Linked DNA regions of Sus scrofa: region 1 is linked to region 2. The links are chromatin contacts, called in public HiChIP or PLAC-seq maps. All regions are on one chromosome and are shown on one strand. Each heading gives the region's core, a stretch centred on a gene start, on an enhancer-like site or on the middle of the called end of the contact. The rest is flanking DNA. Distances are from core to core; before and after follow the strand shown.

What was found. HiChIP or PLAC-seq counts read pairs in DNA pulled down with a chosen protein or histone mark.
Region 1: a contact with region 2 is called in an H3K27ac HiChIP or PLAC-seq map of alveolar macrophages. The contact joins the promoter of LOC100521447 here to the promoter of CSPP1 in region 2. A contact is called at or near these places in 1 of 5 promoter capture datasets (liver) and 2 of 2 datasets of contacts at active chromatin or transcription factors (alveolar macrophages and skeletal muscle).

Annotation. Positions count from the first base shown.
Region 1 is chr4:68,070,661-68,074,355 of Sscrofa11.1, reverse strand. It overlaps LOC100521447 (serine/threonine-protein kinase Sgk3), which reads left to right and starts at 1,264. Exons shown (of 17, transcript XM_021089284.1): 1 at 1,264-1,408. It overlaps VCPIP1 (deubiquitinating protein VCIP135), which reads right to left and starts at 953. Exons shown (of 3, transcript XM_003355045.4): 1 at 1-953. The coding sequence starts at 655.
Region 2 is chr4:67,842,954-67,846,397 of Sscrofa11.1, reverse strand. CSPP1 (centrosome and spindle pole-associated protein 1) reads left to right here and starts at 2,061. Exons shown (of 27, transcript XM_021089277.1): 1 at 2,061-2,144.

The DNA of each region.
Region 1 (3,695 bases), core at 15-2,514, 230 kb before region 2:
GTCCATCCCCATCCACATGCACTGGAATGAGGCATTCCTGACTTTTATTGGCCCGCTTGATGTCCTCAAGAGTGTCATGCAAATACAAGAGGCTTCCGGAGCGGTCCTTGCCATATCCCACCGTATTCACATGCTCCGGTTCGATGAGGAAGGCGCGGTCACCCAGTAAAGCGCAATCGAACAGTTCGCCCTGGTTCATATCCCGGAGCAGTTTAGCCCGGCCTGTCTGCTTGTCCATTCCGTAGCGAGCTAATATGGGCGACAACAATTTGCAGTGGTAGTTGGAAAGGCCCATCACCTTTACCAGTTCCGTGTTCTTCTTGGGTGCCCCTGTCACCCCGAGGAGCGCGTTCCGCAGCAGGTTGTGTAGCACTACGTCCGGGTCAGTCACCTCCTCCACCCCCAGCAGCTGTTGCTGCTCGTGCCGCTGTCCGCACTCGGTACACTCGATGCTGACAGAACCAGAGGCCGGGAAGAACAGGCGCGCCTGGCACTTCGGATCCGGGCAGCTCCCGGAGAGGATTCTCCGGTCTCTCCGCTTCGAGAGCCCCCCCGGAGCAGCCGCCGCCGCCGCCGCCAGGGACGGCGGAGTCTGCGGAGCCTCTGGGGGAGGAGGCGGCGGCGGCAGCGGAGGCGGCGGCGGCGGCTGAGACATCGCTCTCGGTTCTCGAGTCTCGCTCCGCGACCCAAGCGACCCTCAAAGGCTCATAGCCCAGACCCCCGCCGGCCCGACTCGGTCTAGTCCAGGCCCAGGGCGAATCACTTTCCTTTCCCTACCAGCTCCTCCTCCTCCTCCTAAGCGAAGGCGGAAGCGCTGGACGTTGTTTCTCTTTTTACTTCTCCACTGCCGTAGCCGTTGCCCCGAACGTAACGGCCACCACCCTACCCCGCACTCACACTCACTCACTCTCGCTCTCTCTCCCTCAGACACACAGACATACACGCCCTCGCTGAGACTGCGCAGGCGCAGCTGCCGCTCTACCCTCTGGGAATTAGAGTTTTTCAGCCTTCTCCTAGCCCTCAAGAGGTAGGATCTTAGGGCCGCGAAGAACTACAAATACCGTGAGGGTAAGCGTTTCAGCGCCCGCGGAGAGGAGGAAGAGGAAGGCTATCGGAACGGGGACAGAAAGGAAGACTGTCACTCACGTTGCCTGCCGGGAGTTGTAGTTTTTACTGTATCTCTTTTGTCGTCTTCCTCACTTTGGGGCCCAAGCAAAATGAGTATGAGAGACCACATTTCCCAGGATGCCCTGCGGTGCGACCAGCCTCACTTCCCCCTTAGACGGAGGGGAGGATACAGGGAAACTTGGTTAAAAACAGAGTTAAAGGGAATGGGTCTCGGAAGCCGAGGGTCTGAAGTTCAAGACTCCTAGAAGGGGAGGGGAATGAAAGCCACTCAGTGAAGAAGGTACAGTAAATAAATGTCCAGCGACATGGCGGGCTGGGAAGTTAAATGAAATGGTCTAGTCTAGGCTGGAGGTCACGAGAGGAAAAGGGTGGGAATGGTGTATTAATTCTCGGAGTGTTTCTCCAGGTTTTTTTTTGTTGTTACACTCCTCTCTTCTCATTCCTATCTCTGTTACAAGCCACTGAGGCTCTTCAGCCCCGTTGTCTGCCTTTTTTCTACTCTCTGGGAAAGAGGGTCACTGAGGCGCCATTTGTTTCCTCGTTCCGTGTACGTCTTTGCAGTTTGCAGTACAGATAACAATACCTTGGATGTGTATAGAGTTTAAATATACCTAAGCCCTTTACCAATATACATATTTTATATGTACATATTTAAATATACATATATGTATGTATAATATACATACAATAATATACATATGTACAATAACTATAGATATTGTTTGTGTCTTCCAGTCCTACTCGCAGAGTCATAACAGCTATCATTTATTGTGTTCTTGATATATGCCTGTCACAGCATTTACATACACGATATCATTTGATCTTCATAATATAATAATAACCTTGTTAGGAAACACGTCCAGAAAGGAAATGACTTGCTCAAGTTCACAGGCATTCAGACCTAGATCTGTTCCCATTTTACAGACCAGGACATAGGAAAGCTTAGGACAGTACTATATAAAATAGTAACTAACTTATGGATACTATTTATAGTTTACATTCACATATATTATTTCATCCTCACACCTGTAATACCTTTACCAAAAGATATTGGGTCTGGAAACAGACCAAAAGGAGTTAAATGGCTTGTCCAAAGTCAAATCAGCAGGCTATCTCAGAGCCAGCAAGGGCTTTTTACATTTATTCCTGCAAGAGAAAAAAAAGAGTTCTTAAGCTCAGACCTTTAGTTAGGTCTCAGGGTTTCCGTTTAATGGGGCTGTAGGAATGTTTACCTTGAGGGGGGCCACAGACCTGTTTTATTACTTGTGTGCTGGGTAACTGCCTCTTCATGCAAAACACATTCATATGTTAATTGAAAGCTAGTATTATCTTAATATTGTACAGCCAGCCCCTTCAGTTATCATTCTGAAAATTCTTGCTTTCTGAGACTTTAGATAAGTGAACTGCCTCAAAATTTCTGAAACATTTGGCACAAAATAGATACATCAGTGCAGTCCCTGAGGCCACTCAAATTTTGTAGTTGCCAAGGGAACAGTTTATCTTATTAGGTTTTTTTTTTTTTTTTTTGTCTTTTTGCCATTTCTTTTGGCCGCTCCCGCGGCATATGGAGGTTCCCAGGCTAGGGGTCTAATCGGAGCTGTAGCTGCCAGCCTACACCAGAGCCACAGCAACGCTGGATCTGAGCCGCATCTGCGACCTACACCACAGCTCATGGCAACGCTGGATTGTTAACCCACTAAGCAAGGGCAGGGATCGAACCCGCAACCCCATGGTTCCTAGTTGGATTCATTAACCACTGCGCCACGATGGGAACTCCTTATTAGGTTTTTGAGTAAATAGAATTTGATCCTTCAAAATTAACCATCTGTAAAATAACACTCCTAAAGGATGTTAGTACTGACTTTCACCTAATTATTGTCTATGATTTTCTTCTAAAGAGCTGACATTTTTCAAAGAGAAATCCTTCAAATATTATTTTCTTGCACAATTCTACCTGGCCCATGCAAAAATAATATTACCTTCGTACAAGATAGGTAATGTTACTTATTTTGAAGGGGATAATTTCATGCAGGAAAATTTATTTCTAATCTGACAGTAGTTTGGTGGTAACTTCACACGTGGTCTTAGAACTGACTTTTATAAATTGAGAAATTAGATATGCCCTTTAAGTGGAAATTATTTTCTACTGTGACTGAGAAGTTACACCTTCGGTGAAAATGTATTTTTCTCATTATGAAAGCCTCAGACCATGGGAAGAATAACAGCAGTGTGCAATTCTAACACTGTCATGAACTTTTTTTTTTTTTTTTAATGGTCGTACCCATGGCATATGGAAGTTCCTTGGCCAGGGACTGAATCTGAGCCGCAGCTGCGCCGGATCCTTTAACCCACTATGCCAGGCTGGGGATCAATTGCCCCTGCAGTGACTGGAGCCACTGTATCAGCTTCTTTCTCTCTCTCTTTTTTTTTGGTCTTTTCTAGGGCCGCACTGGTGGCATATAGAGGTTCCCAGGCTAGGGGTCGAATCGGAGCTGTAGCCACTGGCCTATGCCAGAGCCACAGCAGCGCGGGATCTGAGCTGTGTCTGCAACCTACACCACAGCTCA
Region 2 (3,444 bases), core at 812-3,311:
CATTGAACCAGATAGCAACTGGAAATGATTTATGAAGACATATCAAATGTCGGACCTTGCAAAACAATTTATCATTTTCAAATTTTGAAATCCTGAAATATTTCACATAATATCCAGAACCCAAATTACTGGTTATGAATAACTGCAACTTGGAAAATTTCAGTTAAACATATTACTCATGGCATTTCTGACAATTACCTGCAAGTCCCATTTGTGTAAAGCCTAAAACAAACAAAAAGAAAGTTTAGGGACATGTATGTATAATAAAACTGCTATCCATCCTACACCCCTCTAAAAAATGAGTCTGGGCACAAAATCCCAGATGATGGGTACCTCAGGATGGAAGGGAAGCAAATAGATGCTAATATTCCAGCTTTTTTTTTTTTTTTTTGGTCTTTTGTCTTTTTAGAGCAGCAACCAAGGCTGGAGGTTCCCAGGCCAGGGGTCAAATCAGAGATGTAGTTGCTGGCCTACACCACAGCCACAGCAATGAAAGATCTGAGCCGAGTCTGCAACCTACACCACAGCTCATGGCAACGCTGAATCCTTAACCCACTGAGCAAGGCCAGGGTTCGAACCTGCGTCCTCATGGATACCAGTCAGGTTCGTTAACCACTGAGCCACAATGGGAACTCCTAATATTCTAGTTCTTAAATGCATCTTTGGGCTCCCGTGTATTTATCAATTTATCATACCTAAGGACTGATATACATTATCACATTTTTAATCAAACATTTTGTAAAATTTTTAAAAATTCCAACACTTAGCAATGAAAACATGATTCAAGCCACTTAGGCCTCAAAAAGGATGACTGACTCTAATATCAAATAGATACTACTTTAAGCTATCACATTTGCCCTACTGACAGTTAACTGCTATATTGTTTTAGATCAAACAACGTGTACTTCAAATTCTGGGGAGAAAAAAAAACCCCACAGGACTATAGCAAATCTCATCGACGAGGTATTAAGGTATTCATTGTAACTTGCTTTTTAATAAGCAAAAGTTTTCAGTCTCCCAGGTGTTGACCAATTTTTTCCGTATTATGTCCAGAAATACACATCTCTATGTAAACCCAAGCATCTAAAGGTATATATAGCAGGCATTTACAGCCTAAGCGCCTTCTAGACCGGACATACTGTTCTGCAACTTCAATGCCACGTCTCTAGAACGTATTTACAAATGAACATCCAGGAACAAACGCCAACGATGATCCACTGTGTCAAGACCACAATTCATTGCAAGGAGGTAAACTGCTGTGTTAAATTTAAAAACCAGTTAGAGTCCAGTTAAGATTGTCTTAATATCTAAGAGCTAATCCCTCCCCCTTTTATAGAACTTTCCCTAAGGATAAATGAGCGCCCATTCCTGAATCGGTCTAGGCCACACACAAAGCTTTACTGGGAATACAAAGGGCTCCAGCCAAGGCCTAGGCGGGGCGCGAAACCACCCGCCCTACTTTCCAGCCGCCTCGGAACAAAATCACAGAGGGCCCTTAATTAGTTTGGGCTGAGAACAAGCGAAATCAGGGTTTACTACAGAGAAGGGTCAGCTAAGACTTGCAGGTAACGGTTACTCACAAAATGAGACTGAGCAGAAGGCGCGGAGTTAAGCTCAAGGCTGCGTCCACCAGGGCTGGGGAGAAGGTGGCCTCCCGGGATGACCTTGAAGCTGAGGCGACGCCGACCGCTCGGCTGCACCCCGAAAGGTACCGGGGCCCGGGGCCCTGGACCCACAGGACGGAGGGGCCCGAGGCTGATTCATGGGCTCTGGCACAGAGTCGGGTTCCCGGCAGGAAGCGGACTTAACTCCGCGGGGACCCCCGATACGAAGAGCCCGGCGACTGGCCGCAGGCGCTGCCGCCCCTCGCGCAAGGCCGACGGTGACTCAGGAGTCTTTCTCCTCCAGTTGCAGGCGGAAAAGTAACCGCCCCCCGACCCACGCGGCCGCCCGCGGCGCTCCGGAGCCGTGGCGCTCCAGGCTAGCCCCGCCCCTTCCGGCCCTTGGCTCCACCCCCACCCGGCCTCCCTGCAGCGGCGCGCCTGCCAGCTCGCAGGTTTATCCCGAGCGGCAGTGCTTTCGGGGTTTCCACAGAGGATTTCAGGGCTCCTGAGGACCTCGCTGTGTGCTATTTCCTTGAATATGTAAGTGATTAAACTACCAGTTTGTAATGGATTTAAGCAAGCAGAAAACGCTCTAAAAAGAGTCCCCCATTCCCAGTTACATTCGCTTGGTCTTCTACTCCCTCACGTAGTTAAGTACTTAAAAAACTGGTGGTATTGGACCCCCCCCACCTTATAGTAAGGGTAGCTGGATTCGACCTTTTAACACTCAGAAAAGAACTAGTTACCCGGAAAAAAAAGAAGCTGTTATATGTGCCCTATATTATAACAATAGCTCTTATTACTATATTTATTGATAATAGTAGAAGGTTAAGAAAAAGCATTCATAAAGCAGTCGCTTGCCTTATTTATGAACATGTAAATTGCTATTGATTTTCATGCTTTGTGTTTTATTACACTTTTTTCTTTTGATCATGATGTATTGAGCCCTGGCTGCATAGTACTAAGCTTAGGTCTAGAGGAAACGGGGTGTTGATCTTGCCAGAAAAAAATGCACATGAAAGCATATAATTAAACGATTGAATCAGTGAAAGACACGTCTCTCATTTAAACACTGTAAGTTGATGACATTATAAATCATTTAAAGATAAAAATGGATTAACTCTGGTACAGGCATCTAGAATTGAGCTGGGTGGCCATTATTGGGTGTGGTTTCCCACATCACTGAGAACTTCAATTTTTTGAACTGTGTCTAACTCAAGGACACCACCAGCTGCTTTCAAAACAATATGTCCTAGCAGCTGCTAGCTGCAATCTTTGAAGTTTCAAACATATCTCCCCCCCACCTTTCACAGCTATGTGATCTTTTCAGTCCCCAAACAGTCCTTATTTAGCAAGCACCCTTCTTGCCCCCTCAAATCCTAATTCTTGAGAAACAATTTATATAATCTTATGGTTTTGTGCCTTTGTATACTTCCCCCATTTTGTAATCTGGCAGAATACAATTCAGCTGCTCCTTGGATCTGTGTGTCCTGGGCTGCAGTCCTAACATTCCCCAAATAAATGCCTCTTTATTTCAACCAGGTCTCTGTTCTTAGAATTCTTGTTTAACACTTCTAAGAAATTGATAAAAATCCAGTGCAGAATATATTTTGCCTCAAAGAAACATGATGTGAAAGCCTAAACCTAGCAAAACAAATTGTGATTATAGTCCTTTTACCAAAGGATTCTTCCTTATGAGATAAACTGGAACCTGGGACCTTTCACCTGAATGCTTACACCTGGAAGAAACTTTAAGGGACTAAAAATAACCACACATGCGCAGTTTAGGCAATTACAAAGAATAAGATACACAAAAGCCACAAACCAGCTGCCACTTCTG